Linked DNA regions of Rattus norvegicus: region 1 is linked to region 2. A link is a contact called in public Hi-C data. All regions are on one chromosome and are shown on one strand. Each heading gives the region's core, a stretch centred on a gene start, on an enhancer-like site or on the middle of the called end of the contact. The rest is flanking DNA. Distances are from core to core; before and after follow the strand shown.

The links. Hi-C and Micro-C count contacts between places; a contact is called where the count stands out from the background.
Region 1: a contact with region 2 is called in a Hi-C map of the A7r5 cell line, with 3 times the contacts expected there. The contact joins two enhancer-like sites. A contact is called at or near these places in 6 of 12 Hi-C or Micro-C datasets (the A7r5 cell line, Schwann cells, kidney and 2 more).

The regions. Positions count from the first base shown.
Region 1 is chr6:77,768,481-77,773,197 of GRCr8, reverse strand. No RefSeq gene overlaps it. Among named protein-coding and RNA genes, the nearest start is that of Sptssa, 120 kb to the left of the region's middle. Within about 2 kb of position 3,192, at least 8 of the 93 cell types and tissues checked have an H3K27ac peak or open chromatin away from gene starts, as enhancers often do. A contact at or near this core is called in the A7r5 cell line, where this site is marked.
Region 2 is chr6:77,690,231-77,695,098 of GRCr8, reverse strand. It overlaps LOC134479385 (a long non-coding RNA gene), which reads right to left. Exons shown (of 2, transcript XR_010052673.1): 2 at 2,175-2,405. Among named protein-coding and RNA genes, the nearest start is that of Sptssa, 200 kb to the left of the region's middle. Within about 2 kb of position 1,793, at least 13 of the 93 cell types and tissues checked have an H3K27ac peak or open chromatin away from gene starts, as enhancers often do. A contact at or near this core is called in the A7r5 cell line, where this site is marked.

The DNA.
Region 1 (4,717 bases), core at 1,943-4,442, 77 kb before region 2:
ATTTATATACATGCATAACTGTTTATAGATGCCCTCGACACACCCCATAAAGCCGGTGACTTCCCAGTTATTTCTGAATTCTCAACTTCACAACAGCAGGTTTGCTTTGGTTCAGGCTAACGCCCTTTCCCAGACTTAACATTTTTATTTAGAGCCAAATATCATTTTCCCTGGCGTTTTACACCACAGACAAATGTTCAGTCATGGTATCTGAAGCATTTAGAGCCATTCTGCCCAAAATAGCAAAGTCCAGTGATGTCATGTCCGTTGCTGTGTACTCTAAGTGGGGAGCCGGTGACATGCTGGCTAACTGCTGGAGCTTCAGAGGACACTGACCTGAGGAGAGTTTCTCTTTAGTCTTTAACTCTCTGTGATTGCTTAATCACACCAGTTAGCTCTGTGACCTGCTTACTGGCTGTCTAAGTTAGGGTTACTATCGCTGTGAGGAAACACCGTGACCAAAGCAACTTGAAGAGGAAAGGATTTATTTGGCTTACACTTCCACATCACTGTTCATCACTGAAGGAAATCAGGACAGGAAGTCAAGCAGGGCAGGAACCTGGAGATGGTGTGGAGGCCTGGAGGGTGCTGTTTACTGCCTTGCTCATCATGGCTTGGTCAGTCCGTTTGCTCATAAAATCCAGAAAAACCAGCCATGAGGTGGCCCCACCCACAGTGGTCTGGGCCCTTCCCCATCCACGACCAATTAAGGAAGAGCCCTACAGGCTTGACTACAGCCTGAACTGAGGCATTTTCTCAATTGAGGCTCCCTCCTCTCTGATGACTCTAGCCTGTGTCAGGTTGAGGCAAGACTACCAGAAGGAACACTGGCTATGTAACCATCCCAAATTGCTTTCTGTTGTAGTAAATGTTTTAATCTCTGAATGTCATCTGTAAGTTGGGAATGTGGTTGTTATATGTATCATGAAATGAAATAATATTGGAAAAGTAACAGATTTGTACCTGGCATGTGGAAAATTAAGAAAATGTCATTTAAGAACAGCTAGCTAGGCAGGGTGTACACCTTTAATCCCAGCAGGTAGGTCTCTGAGTTCGAGGCCTGTCTGGTCTACAAAGTGAGTTTTAGGATAGCTAGGGCTGTCACAGAGAAACTGGGTCTCAAAAAACCAAAAACCAAAACAAAACCAAATCAAACCAAACCAAACCAACCAACTATCCAACCAACCAACCAACCAACCAACCAACCAACCAACCAACCAACCACCCCCCACCAAAACCCAGCTAGCTAGCCAGACATGGTGATCGTACCTTAAATCCTAGCACTCAGGAAGCATTGTCAGAGGATCTCTGTGAGGTCGAGGCTAGCCTGGTCTACATAGTGAGATCCAGGCCAGCTACAGCTACACAGTCAGACACCGTGTCAAATACAAAAACAAAAACAAAACAGGAGCCGGAGATATGGCTCAGAGGTCAAGAGTACTCCAGAGGACCTGAGGTCAATCTCCAGCACCCACAGGACAGCTCAGAACTCTCTAACTCCAGTTTTAGGAGATCTGACACCTTTACACCAACATACACTAGGGAAAACACCAATGCACACGAAAATAAAAATAAATTATAAAACAAAACAAAGGAAAAAACCAAACAACAATAACAACAAGAAAACCAACAAAAAGCAGAACGAAACCCACCAATTGGGTTCCCTTACTAAATGACTCAAACACTGTCATGTGTTCAGCACTCAAATCCAGGTTTCAGGAAGAGACAGTGCTGTAGGTCATGTGTCTCTGGGAGTGCTGTGTCACTTAAACCCACCCATGCCAGGTAGAATACTTTGTGACAACCCTGCCTCCCCTTGCATGATGTCACCACTTGAGAGGCCAGGTTACAGTTTATTGATTCATGGTGGGAATGATTAGGTAAGGAGAGTTGAGAGGCAACAAAGTAGCTAGAAAGACAGGTCAACGCCTTTCTAGCCACTGGCATCTAAATCCAACTTCCCTCCTGGCTCAGAGAACATGTTGTTTTATCCATACTGTGAGAAAGCCGCACAAGATTTCTCTAGAGATTTTATGAATGGGAGTGAGAAACGGAGGAGAGCCAAGGACAGCAGCTGACCTATTCTCCTGGACCATGCAATACAAAATCTTTTGTGGCACAGCTTTGGACAATCTCTGATACTGTGCAATAAGGGTAGGTGTTCTTCCGAAACCCACCTTCCCCCGGGAGCACTGGCCCAAGCCCTGAACACTGCCCCAGGACCACACCCCTACCCTGTGCGCACACCTCCCTGCCCCTACATAGTGGTATACACGGAGTACAGGTATGTGAGCAAGGTTCCTGCCATACAAGGGCCACAGAAACCTGAGTCCTTTGAGAGCCAGCTCCAGACCAACTGGATACGCAGGTCTATGGCCAAAGTAAGGCCAAAAGCCAAACTGATGTGCATGGGTGGGCCACCGGAAGGCTTGCACAGGCTCAGTGGAGGCTGGGTGCCACGGAAGCTTTGCTGCTGTGTAGCAGACTCAGGTTTTTCTTTTGTTTTTATCTAACAATCTTTAAAACCACCAGCTGGGGCTGGGGAATATGTTCTGAGTTATTGTTTTTGTTCTAGAGGCCCAGCAGAGTTCTTTGAGAATTACCTTGTGCTTTAAAGTCTGAATCACTCACTTCCAGTTTTCCCCTTTCTCCAGGCCAGGGACCACAGCGAAGAGGGGCTGGCTGATTACATACGTGCATGCCAGGGGCTATGCAAAGCCCTGTGCTGTATCATCGGTGAGAGAACGAAAGCCCACCCTTTCTGGGGTCCCCTTTGTAACATTGTGCTTTTCTTCTGGCTGGTTGGATTAGTTAAAATTTCATCAGCTTCTCTTACATGGGTTTTCTCTTGTCACATCATGAAAAGGGAGGATGTCTTTTGAATAGGCGGGACGCCCCACAAAATAGGAAAGAGACCTCTCTATCCACTTCTTCTGGACACTTGATTTTTTCCTCCCAAGATGAAGCAAGTGGGATGGTTGTGTTTCCAAACAACATACCTTTGTTGTTCACTGCTTTTTATTAAGGGGGAAAAAGATTCCCTCTCCCCCGCACCCCTGAGGTTCTGTGTTCAGTGTGTCCTGCTTTCTAATCCCTGCCAAAGCTACATCTCAGAAACAGCCGCAAGTAGGAGCAGCCAGAGGACATTATGGCACCCGAGCAGTAGGGGGCAGTATGACACAGTTGAACAGAGGTCCACGGGCAAACATCAGAGAGAAGGCTGCTTGAGACAACAAAGGCAAAACTGCTAAAGGCTGTAAATCTTGGCATGCTGAATTCCTATGCAAGAGACTGTCGTGGTTGTATCGTAATTAAACATGCTGCTAGAACGTAATTCCTTCACTGATGACTTCCTCTTAGTGGCCTCATTTTCCATAGAGCAAGCCAGAGACTGGTTTCTGGATGTGTGGATTGCAAGGATTTCTGGGGTAGAGCTTTCATTTTCTGTGTTAAATACAACAAAAGAAAAGTCAATCTATACGGTCATTGCAACCAGGCGTTTCCTAACCCGTGTCTTTATGGAAATGGGGCTGGGTGGCTGGTTGTCTAAGGGTGGGATTTGCCTAAAGACAAGCTAACTCAGAATCCTCCGGCCTTGGGAGGCAAGCAGGTGGAGAGGAGAAAGAACACTTTGCTTAGGAAGTTAGAAGTCCAAAGTGAAGGTGTTGGCAGGGCTGTGCTCCCTATAAACCCTGTGAGAGTCCTCCTCTGCCTTGTGTGAGCTTCTGGTGGAGTCCTATGGCTTGAGGCAGTGCCGTTTTGTTCTACTCCCCTGTCTTCCTATGCCTTTCGTACTGTGTCCTTTGTCTCCATGGGGTTGTTTTCTTTGTAAGGACAATGTGGTTCTATTCAATAAGTCGTCTACTGCACTTTAGGGTGACATCATCTTAACTGGCTACATTTGCAAGGATTCTTTCCAAATATCATCATATCGTGGGCCACTGGGGATTAGACTTTCAATGTATCTTCTTCTTGGAGGGTGAACAATATAACCCGTAAGAGGTCATAGATACTTTTGAGTAATTTATACTTATGTTTATTCATAGTCACATCAAGAAATACTATTACAGTATTTGTGTCTTTAACCAATCATGCGGCTATTGCCGGCATTTAATTTTAAGGACATTTTTTTTTCTTTTTTCTTTTTTTTTTCCCCGGAGCTGGGGACCGAACGCAGGGCTTTGCGCTTGCTAGGCAAGCACTCTACTACTGAGCTAAATCTCCAACCCCCTTTTAAGGACATTTTAATTAACATATGTTAATTATACAAAAAGGGTTTTTATTATGTGATGTTTGTATTGTTCCTATGATACACTTTGATTCTACTCACTCCCACCCATTGTTGCTCCTCCCCTTGCCCCAACTAATGGCAGCTTCCTCCCTCCCTGAAAAGGTTAGGAATTATCTTGGAGATGATTTGACACTGCTTGGATGGTGCCTGGTTTCATTTTGGTTCATTTTTGCTAACTCTTAGGGTCTTACTTAGGTTTCTACCTTTATCATGCTTGGACTCACATTTATTTAGGAGCTCAAAATAGCTTCTGCCTGAACAAAGACTTGAACCTTGTACCCTCAGATTAAAAGTCTGCTGTCCTACCAACTGAGCTATCCATACCCCTTAGAGCAGAATTATTTAAATATAAGTTGATCACAGTGTCTACCTGTTCTAAAACCTCTGTGGTTTCTATTCTTTCTTGGGATTTGAATTCCAAGCCTG
Region 2 (4,868 bases), core at 544-3,043:
GCACAGCTGCTCTCAACTTGTTGTGGTGGTCCCCAACCATAAAATCACTTTGTTGCTACTTCATAACTACAATTTTGCTACTGTTATGAGTAGTAGTGCATATCTGATATGTAGGAATCTTGATATGCAGCCCTCAAACGGGTGGTGACCTACGGGTTGATAAACATTGTGCTAGCATTAAGAAGGTAGAAGCAGGCAGAACCAGGACCACCAGTGCTATACAGTGAGACTCATTAATAAAAATATCCCATACCCACAACCAACCAACCAACCAACCAACCCCCACTCCCCACCTCTGCAAAATGCATCCTCATCTAACCTATGCTCTGGTGGTAATGCTGCCCAGTGAAATTAAGCTCTAGGGAGTGTGTGTGTGTGTGTGTGTGTGTGTGTGTGTGTGTCCACACACATGCTTGAGCATACAAGACTATCCTCCTAGCCAAACAACTGTCATCTCGGGGGTTCGACTGTTCCTGTTTGCCAAAGATTGTCCCCACTGCTGGGACTGTGGATGGGTTACATCCCCTCACAGAGGGGTGGGAAGGGTGCCGAGCCTGTGAAGGTCATCTGTGTACCTAGCTGCTTCCAATCACCCACAGCCCTTCCCCAAGTGCACTTGGCCTCAAGGAGGGGCTAGTGCATCTAGGCTGGGAAAGGGTAGGGAGGGGACATGTGTAAGAGTAAGCACCTCATCATGTTCTAACCCAATAACCACGTTAGTCTGTCTACTGGGACCTTAGGAGGAAAGGCAGATGCTGTTTATGTCTCCTCTTGGGATGGGATTTTGGAAACAAGTGTGTAAGGACTGTCTGGAGGGCTGGGACAGGACAGAGCAGTGCAGACCAGAGGCACTAGAAGGTTCACAGGCCTCCCTGACCATTTGGTCTACACCCTGTCAGGGCTGTGGGTCTGCAGTCCTTCGTATGCTCACATGTTGGCATGACTGAGCTTTGGGGCCCTAGCTCTGACCTGGCTGATCCTAGACTTTTCTCCTTCACAGTCAGATGTGAGCCAGGTCCTTTGCATCTGCCCTGCTCACCTCTCTTCTGGGGGAGATGCCCTGGTTGTTTCTCTGACATCCCTGGCTTCGTAGGCAGCAATTTGGCTACTATGGAACTATTTCAATTGGTTTGGGCACAGGAATCATGGGATTCATAGAATCCCATACTGGTAAGCTGAGAAAATGCAGAAGCTGGGGCAGTCCCAAGGAGCCCAGCAGACAAAATCCGTGGACCTTCCCTAGGATCCCGACATTAGCATGGTTCAGCCTTCGCACCTCCTGTTATAAACAGTCAGTAGGAAGGTGTGTGAATTCCTTGTGCTTTGAAATCCACCCCAGCCCATTTAATGGTGGGTGGAGACTAGCCCTCCAGGAAAGAAATTGGTGGTAGGGACCAGGGCAGCTTTGGTGAAGGCTGCTGCTGTCTGAAGGAGGTTTGCAGCAGTGTGTATATTTCTCTTCCCGAGCAGGAGAGAGAGAGTTAAATAGCAGGGATACTTAAATAGCAGGGACCAATCCCAGGCTCTGCTGGGGCACTCAGCTCATCCTCCTGGGTCTAAGTGTTTGCTTCCTTGCTCCCTGTGTAAGTACTCAGTTATCAAACCAGTGTCGTGGAAGGCACCGGCCTGTGATTTATGTATCATAAAAGAGCCAGCGTGTTTGAGGCTCACACTTATCATAGAAAAAACATTAAATGAGACTAATGGACGCCGGCACATGCACATTCCATTGCGACCGGCCCTGGGCCCGGCCACGCTGATTTTCAGGGCACAGATCTCCAAGCAGCTGAAGCAGAGTCAAAAGGTCTGTCAGCTTCCCTCCAGGCTACTTCCCTATCCGAGTGCTTTCGCAAAGACTGTGTTTTCAGAGTTAAAATCCTAATGAGAAGCCAAAATCCAAGCTGATGACACCATTTAAAATGAGAGTTATCAAGTCACAGTTCCAGAGGGAAGGCCTCTTTGACCTAACGCTGAGCAATTTCTTATAGTCTCGGAGTCCATTTGAATCCCGGAGAGCCGAGTTTTCATTAAGCCTAACACTTACTGGAAGTGAGTGCCCCCGCCATCAGTCTGCTCTGGGTCCTAGGTCTTTATCAGTAGCAGGCTCTAGGTGGCGCTACAACGCAACTAGTCACCGCAAAGCCCGCAGAAAAAATCAAAGGAAATTACAGTGCTCTAATAAATTAGTGACATCATTTAAGGAAAAGGGGGTACGGCAGTCACCACGTAGAGGCTTCTGTAGTGGAGGCAGGCTGGGGGTGGGTGGGGTTGGTGACCACCATTTTCAGTGACAGGTGGAAAGGCCATTATGTAACTAGAGGTGGTTTGTCCTCCAGTCTTAATCCAAGAATCTCTCTTCTCTTACCTCACGGGAGAAGAGAGGGCAGGCAGAGAGAATGGAGAGCCTGAGAAACAGAAAAGAACAAGATAAACACGAATTAAAAAATTACAATTGCAATTGTCTTATCTTGAAGGAGAATTTGGTCCAAAGCACACAAAATTTCTCCCAGTTCATACTTCTACCAGACCACCGAATTGATAAGAGGGATGGTCTCGTCAGGATAGAGAATCACGTACAGTAACCCCAATTAAAGGTGCCTTTCATGAGTGGTAAGTGAATAAAAGGAGTTAAGAGACCCGTCAGATGTCTCTTCTTAGGGGCCACATAGGCTAACAGTTGCTTGTGTTAGGTTTGTGTTCATCAAAACAAATTTTGATGGCTTTGGGGTACCTGGGAAGTCCTAACTTGGACCTTGATTTCTCTTGTTTTCAAAGGACAAGTCCATTTTCTTACATTTCTAAAGGACTCTAGATCTCTGGTTCTCAGGGGGATGTCTGGACCAAACAGCACCGGCTTAGAACTCGTTAGAGAAGAAAATTCTTGGGCCATAACTGATCATAGTTATTGCCCACTGGACTAGGGATCACCTATGAGACACACTTCTGGGTTATTTATATATGATGGTGGTGGTGGTGCTGATGGTGGTGGTGGTGGTGATGATGATGATGATAGGGGTGTGTGTGTGTGTGTGTGTGTGTGTGTGTGTGTGTGTGTGCACTCGAGCCTCCAGGTATTTATGTAAACCACATGCACGCCGGTGTTCACAGAGGCCAGAAGAGGGTATTGGATTCTTAGGGCCTGGAGTTGCATATAGTTGTGAGCCACCATGGGGGTGCTGGGAACTAGACTTCAGGTTCTCTGGAAAAACAGTAACTGCTGTTAACCTTTGTGCCACCTCTCCATTGACATACCTCTGGACGTGTCCGTGAAGATGTTTTCAGAGAGGTTTAACTGAGGAGGAAAAGACCCACTCCGAATGTGGGTGGCATTATCCCATGGGCTGGGTTAAATGGAAGCAAAGGAGAGTGCAGGCTGAACACTAATGTTTGTCTCTCTCTGCTTCCTCTACATGGTGATTGGCTGCCTCACGCTCCCCTGATGCCACGGACTATCTAACCAAAATAAACCCTTCCCTTGTTACATTGTGTTTACCAGGTATTTTGAAACAGCCGAGAAACATCACAAACACACCCCATAACTCAGAAACCCCCCCCCCGGGGGGGTGGGGTGGGGCTTAGTGGGCTACAGTTCAGCTGCTCCTCCAGGTGGTTCTGAAGCCCACTGAAGTTCGAGCACATTTACTCCAAAGAGCCTCTCAAATTCTCAGGGGGTGAAGTTGGAAGAGATAGGTGGTGACCAGACAGCATTTGAGTCTCTATTCAGTTAGCAATGTGATAATTAAAATCGTCGACTAAAATAAAACCCTGTATTATTTAAACTATTTTCTTTCCTCTTCCGCAGAAAACTATATATAATGAGTTTCCCTTCGTCAGTAGGGAAACTCATTATATATATAGTAAGTGCTACATGAATAAGATAATTCTACTTGGGAAGGTGGGAGGAGGAAGGCTTATGGGGTAGCAAAGGACATCTGAGCAGTCTTCAATGGTGAGAATGTCTAATGAGGCAGAGAAGGACTTGTGACTTTGAATTGTTGACTTTTATCATTGTCAAAGAAGAAATTTGTCTACTTTAAAATGTAAAGGAGTGAAGCATGTGTGTATGTGTGTGTGTGTGTGTGTGTGTGTGTGTGTGTGTTTGTAGAGGGGGGGATTGTGTTTCCCTTCTACCATTTGGCTAAAGCCATGAGTTTCGCAAAGTCACCTATGAAGAGGAAAAACCCAGCTATTCTTGGCCTTTGATTTGGTGAAGTAATGTCTACAAATTTCTGAGGAGCCCAGTGACTCAAGAATATTCTGCTCAGCCAAAGTGTTGGTCAAATCTAATGACAACAGATAGTACATTCTCATGTTCCAGTGAATTCAAGAAGGAACCAACACACCTTAGGAAAAATAATTATTCTGTGACAAGTTTCAGCCAGGTCGGAGGTTTCATCAAAATGAAGACTCATGAAGGAGTAGTGGTGAGCGTGGAGAATTAGGTCTAATTGAAAGTAGATACTTTAGTAACAGATAGAAAAGGAATGTCACATTGTTACTATGGGCTGCAGCTCAGGGTGTGAGGATATAAACACCCTCAGCTTTTTTAGGAGGTGGCTTAGTTTTAGAAATGACCCAACCACTTGAGGTTTTTTAATACATTTTTTCTTAGAGAACTTAAAAAGAATAGAACCTCTTATGACAAAATCTTCACATTTATATGACACCTTCCCCCCTTTTTCTTAAAAATCATTTTAATTTATTGATAAGTGACTAGATTTTATTACTTTTAAATTCAAACTACCTAATAAAGTGTAATATAATATTATTTAACATGTTAAATATGTCTAACTACCTTCCTCCCCTCCATCCTTCCTTTCCTCCTTATCTTATAGGAACTGAAGCCAGGGCCTCAGACATGCTAGACA